Regions from separate parts of the Mus musculus genome. Here region 2 is linked to region 1. The links are chromatin contacts, called in public Hi-C maps. All regions are on one chromosome and are shown on one strand. The core of a region is the stretch at or near the end of the contact, and the rest is flanking DNA. Distances in the headings are between cores, read along the strand shown. Region 1 has its middle 330 kb from the start of Isl1. Region 2 has its middle 130 kb from the start of 4930435F18Rik.

What was found. Hi-C and Micro-C count contacts between places; a contact is called where the count stands out from the background.
Region 2: a contact with region 1 is called in a Hi-C map of the N1E-115 cell line, with 12 times the contacts expected there. The contact joins two enhancer-like sites. A contact is called at or near these places in 3 of 484 Hi-C or Micro-C datasets (the N1E-115 cell line and cortical neurons), 2 of 115 datasets of contacts at active chromatin or transcription factors (embryonic forebrain and forebrain) and 1 of 9 other capture datasets (embryonic tail).

Annotation. Positions count from the first base shown.
Region 1 is chr13:115,975,781-115,982,053 of GRCm38.p6, reverse strand. No RefSeq gene overlaps it. Among named protein-coding and RNA genes, the nearest start is that of Isl1, 330 kb to the left of the region's middle. Within about 2 kb of position 4,588, at least 8 of the 459 cell types and tissues checked have an H3K27ac peak or open chromatin away from gene starts, as enhancers often do. A contact at or near this core is called in the N1E-115 cell line, where this site is marked.
Region 2 is chr13:116,701,629-116,708,476 of GRCm38.p6, reverse strand. No RefSeq gene overlaps it. Among named protein-coding and RNA genes, the nearest start is that of 4930435F18Rik, 130 kb to the left of the region's middle. Within about 2 kb of position 2,641, at least 37 of the 459 cell types and tissues checked have an H3K27ac peak or open chromatin away from gene starts, as enhancers often do. A contact at or near this core is called in the N1E-115 cell line, where this site is marked.

The DNA of each region.
Region 1 (6,273 bases), core at 3,339-5,838:
ACAGTCTCTAATGTGAGACTATGTATCATTTTAAGTGTAGAGACTGTCATTAATTAAATAGGTCTCCATTGAAAGAAGATTAATTCAAAATTCTCAGTCTTACACATAATTTGTCAATCTTATACTGTATAAGGCATGTCACACAGAACAATGTATTTTTGAGGGAGCAATTTAGTGTCATCATGACTTTAAATATAACTCATGGAGACACCCTGTTATCACCAGTGTTTCCAGTTGCAGTCCTCTATCTTCCCATTTCTTTAGTCACTTTGAGAAGGCAAATCCCCATGGTGGCATACAGTCCCAGCACAGAATGATAACAAAACTACTTGAGTGAAAAAAAGCTCAAAGTTTAAACTATTTTTGTTCTGATCATCTTCCGGTTCATTGTCAAATAGGGACCAGGGATTCCAGGAGAAAGAATGCATTGTTTTAGGTAAAAATTAAACCAGAGAATTGATGTTCAACAGAAAAAGTGAAAAAAAAAGTGTTGAGTTATTCTCTGAGTGTTTTAAGGGATTTCTTCTCTCCCCTTCCCCATAAAAAATATGTTTTGATGAGAGGTCTTTGCAACTTCCATTTTTATTATAAGCTGACTAGCAACCCGGGTGTATTTTGCCTTTTTGTCTCTTCGTTCAACCTGTTTAGATAACCGACACACTGTGACTAGGTATGGTCAGTTGGTCCTGCAGTATGTTTGGGACCATGCAATTTCATTTTTTTTTTTTTTAATATTCAGTAAAACAGAAGATGAGGAGAAGTGAAAGTTGTGAAGGCATAGTGAAATCAAAGCTGTTGAGATTTTGATGTCTGGAGTTGAGTTTGACATAGGCTCATATTCTGTAGTTTTGCTTGTTAACAGCTCTAGATCTTCAGGTAAAGGGAAATGTATGAGCAGAGTGGTGTTGTCTTCATGGACACAGAAAGGGCCCTTCAGAAAGGACAGCGCTTAATATGAGATAGTTAGCTAATATGTAAAGAAAATACTTACTAAGCTTTTAGTACCTGAGCATGCACATTTCTATACACTTCAAAATATATTAAATTAAATGAGCATGAAAAACATCTTTAAACTTTCTACATTTTCAGGACCAAATACTGTCTTATCTGTTAACATTTTCTGTGCTTTTTAAGTTTGAAATTTTACTTCTATTTGCTTGGATGGCTGTGTTCTTAGATAAGTGGATGGTGATAATTCTTTGTTAAAACTTGTGGAGAGAATGGTGCATTAGGAACTTATGTGTCTCACATTCTTAACACTGGTCTTCATTTACAGACCAATAAATTGTTCTGTTAATATTTTTTGCCTATCTTCAGCAACCCTGGTCATGGAAATGTTTTATGGTACATAGTTTTAAAAATGATTACATAAAAGTTTGATAAATTATTAGTATATTCCACTCTAGTGTAACTTAATCTCCTTAAATTAACTGTGACATGTAATTCCATAAGATAGAAAGGCTACCAGATTTAAAGTCAACATTAGAAAAAAATGACTAATTTGCACAGTTGTACTTTGCTGGTGTTTTAAAAGCCAGAGGACCTAAAAATATACACATTTGCTTATCTTATGAAGACATAATCATACTGTCATCCATTTTTGAACCACAAATGATGGATTGTATAACATGTGTTTAAAATGGATTCATTCATTATCAAAATAGATAAGTGTCTCATCAGGTATATACAGCAGATAGCGTTTATCTTTCCTCACAGAGGGAAAAGATTAAAGTAATTCTTCTGCATATAATGGAAAGAAAAGAGCCTGCTATATTGTGGCTTTCACAGAGTCTCACTGGATAGCACACGGTGCCACAGATGGCAAAGTCACACAAACACATTCACATGCCTTTTTTAGTGCTCCACTCAGGTGACAGACTTTGAGAGGAAGGAAAGCCTTCTTTCTGAACGTAAGTACCGCACGCTGATTTTCATCTCTCTCATAAACATGAATTCACCATAGCCACCGGAATCGTTTCTTAGACATCTTAGTTTCCCTTGCATCTTTTATAAACTCCCTCACATATAAATGTTACTGGTGGTAGTGACTGTAGGAGAGGAAGATGCAGCAGCTCTGATGGCAATGGTAGCTATTGGAGGACACAAGGCATAGACCAGACTCTAATATCCAGACCTGACTGATGCCTTCTTTTTATGGGGTGATGGCCCTCATGTTCTTGAATACATAGTTATGGCTATTAAAATCATTACCTCATTTTTGAATATGCTTATATTTTTCTTCTATTCATGTTACTGTGGACCTTGAAGGGGAAAGGATATTTAGATGTATATTAATAATGACATAAATACATTTCTATCTCATTAAATGTTAAATATAAATGTATATATTCAGAAATAATGAATTTTAGGTAAAATGAGCCTACATGTAAAATAGAACTCTAATCTAGATTTTATTTAACATACTACAACTGTACAACCTGCTTTGTCTCTATGGTCATTAGTCAGACAGATTTTATGATTCCATCCATATGCTTCTTCTCACAGATATTAACGAGTGAACCTGCCTCTCGACTGTTTCATATTTCACACTGTTGAGGTGTGCTCAGATCACATGACACCATTTTCCCCACCCTGTCTCAAATGAGACGTCTTTACTTTGCAATTGAGAATACTTTGCAGTGTTTACTAACAAATGAAAAACAAGCGTTTGTACACAGTAACTCTATTTAGGTACTTTGAGTTTTTTTTTTATATAATGCATTATAAAATACTATTTAAAGGTGGTTCCATAAGCCATTAGAGAGAGACCCCATTGCACTAATAGTAACAGCCATGCCCCTGTGCTAAAAGACCTGATTTTCTTTGCCCATTAACTTTCAAATACCTGAAAGATGTGGCATTTTTGCACTTTTTAACGTTCAGTTTAGCTGCATCAATCTCACTGTTATCATAGCGCTGCAATACTCCACAATCAAGAAAGTTCTTTTAAACTAATAAATATAGTAATATTTATCATGTAGAGCATTTTAAATTGTAACTCTCTGGATGGGTTATACTTTCTTCCCACCTGAAAATCACCAAGTAATATACTGTTTCTTATGGCAGAGACGCATGGAGTAACTCCTTTGTTAGTAAAGTACTTAAATGCACTTTTGCTAACCTGGGGGAAACAAACGTGTATGGATACAAAAAGAAAAAATATCAGAAATGAAGGCAGTGAGATTCATGTGTTGTTTAATTTTATCTGCACTCCATTGGCACGATTCAAATTTACCTTTCTGAATCACTGTCAATTCATTTGAGGATTCATATAAACAATGATAAAGATGCTTGTAGCAGGAATCAGGATAAAGCCCACACTTTTGGGAACACATGGTTTCCTACAAAGAGTGTGCTGGCATTGTACACTCTTAAACATTCTCAAGACATTTAATTGCACGAAAAAAATAAGATAAGAAATTGGGTGAAAGAAAAAATGCTAATATTTTGCCTGTGTCAATAAAGTTGAGACTACGTTTTTTAAAAAAGAATAGTATATAAGAGTTTAATATTTAAGTATATAGCTTTTATTGCAAATTTCAAACACAATTATTAAATAACACAAAACTTTTGTGCTGCTCCATCAGCACAAAATATATCTGTGTCAGTTCAAACCTCCTTGTTTAAACTGAAATTATTCACTGATCCTTCAAACGCAACATTTATGCTAAACACCAAATATGAAATAAGAAAAGTAATTTCATATTATGAATTAATCTTTCTACAATATTGATTACAAATTTCTCCCAATTATAATACCAAGTAATATTATTAAGTACACCGCTGTGTACTTAACACCATGCTTAGCACTAATTCTCTGGTTAATGTACATACAGCTGTAAAGATTATGAGACCTGGAGTGATTTCCTTGATTAAAATGCAAGTTTTTCCCAAGCAAGTACTTGCTTTCACTCAAAAAGGCATAAACAGCACACTAGTAGTAACTGTTAGCTGGGCTTGCAGCAGATTTGAGTGACAGCAGTTTCTGTGGATCTCTTTCTCTGAATCGCTTTTCTCATGCCTCATTCCAGATCAGCACTGACACATTCGCCTATGCAAATGAACATCTAATTAGCGACACCTCCCAGTCAATCAGCCACTTCCTCATCTCCAATTATATTACCTGGCAAGCCCTTTCTCTCCAGTCTTGGCCCACCAAGAATCTTCATTCACTTTCTCTTCTTCTTCTCCTCCACTGCAAAGTGAACTGATCCCGCATAATCCCTGGAATAATGTAGGTTCTCTTGCGGAAGAGCAGGTCCCCTCTCCCCCCTTTACACCAAGCTAATGGAGCCAGTAGGCATCCTATTGATCTTTACTCTATGTGGTTTCCACAGGATTTGACAGACTTCCTTACAGGTTAAACATCCAGGCTTTCTGAAGTGGCTATAAAGCTTTGTTTTTGATTTTTCTAACTTTTTTTTTCCCGAAACCCTTGCTCATCTGTAATCTTTAAAAGCTCAGCGGATGCCATGCAGAGCAAAGCCTCATTTCTTTGCAGAACTAATCTAGACACTGTCTAGTGTTGAGTACAGTTGTCTGATTCAAATCTTCTGTTACAAAGCAGATGCCATCTAGCTAGATGTCATGAGAAGAGCCTAACAATGACAATTCACTTATCCCCTAGAAAGAATCAATTCTCCCACAATGCATCTGTCAGAGAACTCTCACTCAGTAAAAGCAATTTTTCTCGCTGTCTGACACTGTAATTGCTCTTAAATTTTCAATGAACGTTTTACAAGGACTCCCCTGAACCATGATGAAAAACTTAACTTTTTTCTAAAAATGAGAGGCTGACAGGATGAAAGAGGTCTTTCTCTTTAAAGCCTTGCTTGCTCGAGTAGGAATTCTTTCATATCATCAACAAGCTGTTGAATAGAGGATAGATTACTTTCCATTTATTTCATCAATCAGATTAAAGGCTCTCCTTCACAATGCCCTTTAAACAAGAGCTGTTTATGATGTCCTCCCTGGTTCGACTTTAATGTAGTTCTAAATCACTATGGACAGTGGCATCCATAAATAATATAAATATGACTATCTTTTGAAAACATTTAAATATTGCATATGTCTGGGTTATTATCTATAACCTTGTCCTAAAAAAAAGAGGTGAGAAGAAGAAGGAAAACAAATATACATTCTCTCCTCTTTAGTTTAGGAAAGAAATCCACACAATTTTCACTTAGAGATCAACAAGCAGAAATACTGAGCACAATAGTGTTTTCCAATTTAGACCAATGATGTTGAGGAAAAAGTAAAACTGACATGAGCAGGTAATTTTTTATTGACATAAATGTTTGCCAGCTAATAACAGAAGAAGTCTTCATTGATGCATTTAGTCAAATTCAGATGATAAGACTTTATAGAGCTATCATCAATAAATTCCTACTTCAATGCTTTTCTAAAGACGAAATACAGCCAAGCTTGCTAATTCATCTTATTAGTAATACAATGAATAGTCTCTTCTTTACCGAAGTTATATGCGTCAAAATGGTTAATATGGCTCCTATAATATGTATATGATTGAATCTATGCCTATATGTAAATAACTTTAAACGTAAGATACACTCAAATTCCTTGTTTAAATGTCACAACTCATCTGCAGTCAATGTATTTAAGATGCATGGCTATATCATAATTATTTTAAGTCTAATATAAGTAAGCTCTAATTTACATTGGAGGAATTTTACACAAGTTATAGAATCATTTTTTTTAAGCATTAAACTGTTGACTAGTGTTCCATAAGCTCCCACCCTGTCTCTCACTCTGTTCATCAGAATCTGAACCATGGTCACACTGTTTTCCATCTTCTCCTTGATGCTTTTCAGGGATCAATCTCACTCTTCTTGGACAGCATGCGCATATTCACACAATTCTAGTTGGTAGCTAATTTTTAGATGATACCATGTCTTCATTCTGTGATTTATCAGCTTTTATTGCAGGCTAGTAGTATTTATCTAAAGCAAAAATTTTACATGTAAAGTTTTAAATGTGTTATTTGAAAGAGAAAGTATTCAAGTGTTAGAATATTTGTTATTAACATTTCTCTTATTCGTTATTACATATTCTCCCTTTAAAACTAATCACAAGTGTGTGGGTATTTATCTATCATATCAATTTATTTTTTTATTAGGCATTCCACTTGTTTACATCTCAAATGATATCTCATTTCTTGGTTACCCTCCTCCACCAATCCCCCTCCACCATCCTACATCTACCCTCCACCCTTCCCAAATAGGAAAAAAATTGTCTATGTATGGGCAACACATAAAC
Region 2 (6,848 bases), core at 1,392-3,891, 730 kb before region 1:
TGATGGGCTTTTTGGTCTAGAGCACTGATGGTGTGGTGGGTAAAGCGCTTGTTGGACCCAAACAAAGACCATGCCAGACCTGAGAACACTGTATGAGGCTCCGGATGGGAGGACTTCTCGTCTTCCCATTCCACTGGAAAGGAATGGATTCCGAACCCGGTGGTTGAATTATGTTTACGAAGGACAGACGGAACAGAATAGAACGAATCCTAAGCGACAAAATGCATTGAGGTTTTGTTCTTCAGTGTGCAGAAATGGAAACAAAAAATGACCAAAGAGGCTGCGGGGATACCCAATGCGCAGGTTATTTTGCAGTACTAAATCATCTCTCCTCCACTTTCCTTCCCCCTCTCAAGAGCTGTGGCCCTGTCGCACAAGATCATGCAGAAGCCCGACCTACAGGCAAGACATTTTCAGAAATAAGGCTTGTAATCTGCCAGAAACCAACAAAGCTACAGACAGGCAGCCAGTCTCTCTCCTCCTTTTCCCTTCCCCTCTCTATTCCCCTTTCTCTCCCTCCACCTCCTTCTCTCCTCTAGCTAGCCTCGCCCCAATTATAACCCAGCCAGTCAGCCGCATACACCTGCTGGAAAGGATCTTGGTGGCATTGATGAGAAAGGGCGATTTTGCTTTTTTCAGAAGCCAACCAGGGTCCCAAGTCTAACCTGCCTTCAACCTCTGTAGGCGGTTCTTGGGCGTGCATGGGAGCCCCAGCCTTGGAGGCTTCCCTAGCCCTGGTTGTTGCTGGTGGGAGCTTTCGCTTTCTCTTGAAATCTCCTTTCTAAGTTGCTTCTCAGCCAAAGGTCCTCTGCAGAGTTTTCAAGGATCTCTTACTGATCTGGGAAAGCCGGGCTTTAAAGGGGGAGCCTGGAATGGCTAGACAGGAGTGGAAGGAGGGTACGTTGATTTCTGCTTTTTAACATTTTAATTTCATTGACATGACTTGAAAGGTTTGTTTTGGTCTAAGGCAAAGCTGCCAGTTCCAAACACAAACAGATGGACACACACACACTGTGTGTGTATCAGATGCTGGGGATAAAAATGGTTTATTGATTGAAATAATAGAGGCATTATTTTGATTTGTCTTGACATGAACGCTGATTTATAGAGGTTCCCCCCCCCCCATTGATTCCTTCTTGTAGTCCAGACACATGGAAATGATAAAAAGCTCACCAAGGCTCACCTTAGTGCTAATCAAGATTGTTCAATGCACGTTATAAATCTGATATTATATTTATTGCTTATCTTTATTCAGGAGGTTAGACTCCATCCTAGGGCTGTCCCCTTTCAAAAAAATGTTTTCGGGTGCATGTGTTTCCACTTTGCACTTTCAACGGACTGGAGAGGACAATAGTGTGAAAAACATCTGAAAATATGAGGCGACAACAGGGCATGTGTGTTTCATTTCTGCAGTGTTAGGGTGGAAAGTAACAAAAGAAACACACACACACACACACACACACACACACACACACACACACACAGAGTGAGGCCCAGGGACCCAGCACAAAAGACTTGCTGACCCAAAGCTAACACAAGACAAATTAAAGAACAGAGCAGGGACTGGGAGGGACTGGAGACAAACAGTTGGGGGGAAAGATCGCATCGAGTGCCTAGGACAGATGAAATACGGGAGAGAGAAGAGCAGACAAAGTAGTGCTCAGGACTGGAACTCACACCCCCGAGGCTGTGGAACAATACATTTGCTTAAAATACGAAGTTTCTTCGGCTGCACAATAACATAAAGGGATCACAAAATAAACATTACTTCTCTTGCAAGAGCGGAACAAACTGGTCACTCTAAACCAAACACAATTGTTCCAGTTTAATTGTGGGATCAGAAAACCCAGGCTGACTCCAACTCTCCTCTCGCTGCATGCCTATGAAGGGTAAAGTCTAAGGGGGTTGGGATTGGACTGCGAAACGCCTTTTCAGTGAAGCGACATCAATATTTGCAGAGTTTAAAGCTTCAAGAATACAAAGGCAGGCATGAGATTATCTGATTATCCACGGATACCATACCGAAGAAAGGAACGATGTTGCCTCTAAAAGGTTGAATAAGTTTTATTAATAAATAAATAAATAAATAAATAAATAAATAAATAAATAACCAATCTGTTGGTAAAAAGAATATATATATATATATATATATATTCAAGTGCTTGAAAAGGAATGAGGTCTAGAGCAGCAACTCCGGAGCGGGCAGTACAAGCCAGTCCCGAGGCCTCAGGGCTCAACCAAGGCCGGGGAGCGCTGCTCCAAAGTGGTGAGAGCCTCTCAGGAGCCAGAAGCCCCGCAGACCTCGACGGGATACCGGAGAGCCGGCAGCGGCTGGAAAAGAATGCTGAGGCTTCCAGGATAAACCGATCTGGGTCTAAGCCTCCGTTTCCTCGCCATCCCAAAACAGTGCCTTTAAAGGAGACATCATCGCCCTAGGACCCGTGTCCCATCCTGGGGACCCTGAATGTGCCCGACACCCCAGAACTGAGGGGCGAATTCTGGTTCTGTCCTCCTCCAGACGTTCTTACTATCCTTTAATTTTATTGGCCAGCCTGTTGCTCAGTGGACCTGGAAGGGTGAGCCTAGGGTTCCCGGACGCCCCGCTGAGTGCCTTTTCCCTAGACGCCTGCGGGGACCCGGCTGGAGATCACAGCTCGGAAAGTGTGCAGAGGCGGACTTGCAAGGCCGGGTTCCCTCCTGATGCTCACCTCAGGCGGCCGCTGGAAGTTCAGTCCCAGCGCTAGCTTTTCTCCGACAGAGACCCGATTGCCTTTAACTCCCGAGGCTGCGCTCTCCACCTCGTCCCAGGATAATTGCGCATTTCTCTACATTTAGAGCTTTGGAAATTGAGAAAGCGCGCTTTCATTTGTGCATCGTCTGCCGACAGCCCCTTCGCGTTAGAGTCTTTTCCCTCCTCCCCTCACGTACACACACACACACACACACACACACACACACACACACACACACACACACACACTTTTTAAAAAAAAAATAAATGATTTGAAATATCAAAACAAACCCTGAATCAGTCCGCCCAATTTTATGCTCCATCTCCCCTGTCTACCACAGTTTCTCTTTGTGGTCTATGGAAAAACAGTGTTTAGAGCCATTTGCAATTTCCTTTGTCACTTGCCGCTCTGTGTATGTTGGTTTTACATGTCATTTGTTTGCCAAATCAGGTTCTATTTCTTCAGCCCAGGATTCAGGATCTTTGTTCCTAGATCAATTGCCCTTTGCTGGAAGAAAGGCAGGACTTTTTTTTTTTTCTTTCTATCCACCTGATGCAGAAACTGTCAGCAAGCATTAAGTCACCAGGAGGACATCAGTGTGACAGATTCTGGCCTCTGAGGGTTTTGATTAAAGACCCCCCCCCCCAAACTCCCGCCTTGCCTTCCTAGCACTCTGTAAAGGTCATAGTTTGAAGCTGTGGTGGTGTTTATTGAATGTCTAATCTTGACTTCCAGGTATTGTAGAATCCTTCTTGGCAGGACCAAGCGGTCCTGGACTTCCAATACACCTGAATGCGTAGAGCATGTAGTCCCGTGTAGTCCTGTCTTCGATTTCCCTGGCCATAGGATGCCTACCTGCCTCATATGAATGGTGGACATTAATAGTTTCAGGTTCCTTATTAACTTTCTCTGGTTTGCTTATTGATTTCTTTACGTGATTATATCTGACTCAACACAGCCTAAGGATGTGGGTGACACTATTATTTCCCTGATTAGTATTCAAAACAAAACAAAACAAACCCCCCCCCCAAATTTAAAAGAGATGTTGGGATTGGTCCAAACATTTTCTTTTTAACTTTTTTTTTTTTTTACATATGTGTATTTCATTCTACAAACTGACAGTTGTACATTAGAAGCAGCTCAAAATGACTGGAAAGTGATTGGAGGTCAAATTCAGGTAGTCATGGCAATACTATCTTGGATCAGCCATTTGAGTTAGGTGATCACTTGTCCACCTTGGAAGAGAACCTTAATTAAAGGCAATTATATTACAATTTGCCCATACTCAGCAACCAAAAATAAGTCAAGAGTTTTGGCTGTTTCAGCAGATAGATGTCTCTGGGGTTGTTTGAAATTATAAAAGTGACTTGCTTTCTTCTGGGGATGTGCTGCATGTTAACATGAGCAAGTGGTTCATTCTTTATTACCTCTCCAGGTACTTTTAGATATGATGTCTCTTCCCGTTAAGTTTTTAGCTGTAATCACTACTGTCATCTGAGATGTTAAGTGCAGCATACACACAAGTAAACAACAGAACGGTGTGGTGATGGCCTCACTTCAGAGTACAGCTGTCCCCATGGGTTCAAGGTGTGTTCTTGCTACTCTTGTCTTCACAATTGAACACAATTCGTTACCTAAGATTATCATAAATTCCATGACAGACCAATATTATAGCTGACCCAAGCTGTAGCCTTTTTCTTAAACGGAAGGAAAGAAAAAAATTAACAGAAAACTCTTTGGGTTTTGTGAAGTGAACTCAAGCCAAGTAACAGAGTTTGGAAAAAGCAATGCCTTTTATACTCCAAATATTTAACTTCAGATCAGTATATGACAGTCCTGGATAAAGAGCAAAGAGACATTTTGATTGTCTTTTGGATTGACAATGATTGTAACCAGACTGAAGGATTGCCCAAGAAGGAGCAATCTCCGATGTCCATCCAATCACTAACTGGCAAGAAAAGATTCAGGCTAAGGAAACTTCTGACCAATCTATTTTGATTCCACATTTCTGAAACAACATTCTGATTATCACTTAAATTCTCTGTGAAGCTCCTGAACTGTGAAAATATTTCTTGCTAGGTCTTTGAGGATTTTTTTTTACCACTTTATATGCATAATGTAGGTATCAGTTCTTAAAGTTGGTCTTGAACAATTTGGCCTAAATTTCTCTGAGGGACAGAGAAAATCTGGATTTGTTAAGAAGCCATTTTTTTCCAGTCCTGCAAAATCAGTCCTTAGAGACAAAGAGGAGGCTTCTAGAAAGGGCAGTTATACTAATACATGATGGAAGTGGTATAACCTTGGCTATCTGCTCAGAGGTCAAGACAGCAGCGTTGCTTTTATGTGCCCAGAGCCTAGAATTTGGAGATATTAAGAAATGCTTTTCTAAATGATCAAATTAAAGCCTCACGCCTCTCTGTATCTCCTATCAAAAATTAATTCATGCAAACTATTCTTGGAATTAATTACAGTTTTGGTCTCCACCGAATCCTGAGTGCATTAAGTTTGACACCAACCGCTGTAATGTATCATGTCTTTTTTTAATGGTGAATGTAATTTAATTACATGTTCTCTTGATGCTGAATTCTGCTATTTGGGAAACACATATGATACATTATTTTATTATCTTTGTTTCTAATTCTGTTAACTCTTATCTGTTCTCAGTAAAAGGAACTACTAAATTTATTTAGCTGTCTCCACAGAAAACCCTTCTTCTCCTAGCTGCAGTAGCTTCCTGTTTTACTTTAGAAATTTTTACTATTGCAGTCTTAATGCTCCAGAGATGAACGCACCTGGATTTAGAAAAAACATTAGTATCTCCATTATAGCTACTAAAGGATTAAATCAGATAAAGCATATAAAGGACTGAACATAATATCTGACACTTAGTGTTAAAAAGTGTATCTTGGCAATAATTTTCAACACGTAAGACCTTCACAGGATGAGGTATAATGATACTTGTTTCCTTCCTTTCCTTATGCCTCACTTAGAATTTTTCCTCTTGCCAGTATACTTAGTTATTTTTCCTCAAAATACAATTTATTAATGTTGAGATTCAGGGATTTAATATCTATGCCAAGATTGGTGCTTGGATCAATATTGGTGCAATGTGCCTGGATCTGGTGTTTGGTGGTAGTGGTGGTGGGGGGTCTATGTCCTCATTGGCAAATGGGCATCTCCTTTGAAACTATTTTCAGAAATTCTTTTGAACAAAGTTTAAATTAGTTATAATCTCTCACTGACCTATTGGTGACCTTCTTTTTTATATATCTCTACTTGTAGATATTTTTCTCAATCTTTTATTTATTTATTTTTCCATTTTTTATTAGGTATTTAGCTCATTTACATTTCCAATGCTATACCAAAAGTTTCTCAATCTTTTAAATCTTTGAGTTGTTAAAACAGAACAGAACAGAACAGAACAAAACAAAACAAAATAACTCTGAAGATTTGTGGAATCACTGTGTATTCTACCATAAATGAGTTTAGACATATGATGATTTCTACTACTTAATTCAGTTCCTACTGATCTGTACTAAGATATTTTCTCTTAATCATTACTGCAAAAGCCTACTTAAATTGTGTTTCTGAATAGCCATGTCATATAATTTCCAAACCTTCTGTTGGGCAGTGGTAGCTCATAACTTTAATCCTAGCACTTGGGAGGTAGAGGCAGGCAGATCTCTGAGTTTGAGGCTATCCTGGTCTACAAAGTGAGCTCTAGGTCAGACAGGGCTACACAGAAACACCCTGTTTTGAAAAAAAATTAAAAACAAACAAACAAACAAGGACAAAAAACAAACAACAAACAATTTCCCATGCCTTCTTAAAATACATATTTATTAGTGGCCCATACTTTCTTCTTATATAGCCTATACTGTATTTCATTTAAAACTGATGCTTGCTTTTTAAGAAAACTGATCCTTTGCATTTAAATATGTTTTTTTCTATTTGCTAAGAATTGAAGCAACATTCTCTGGTTATATGTAGATGATTTTTCACAGACGGTGTTTGTGCTATCAACAAGAGTTATGGATTATTGAGGACTTGAGTAAGAAAGTGTATCAAGTTTCAGAAAGTTTACCATTATCATGCATAAGTATTTTAAAAGAATCT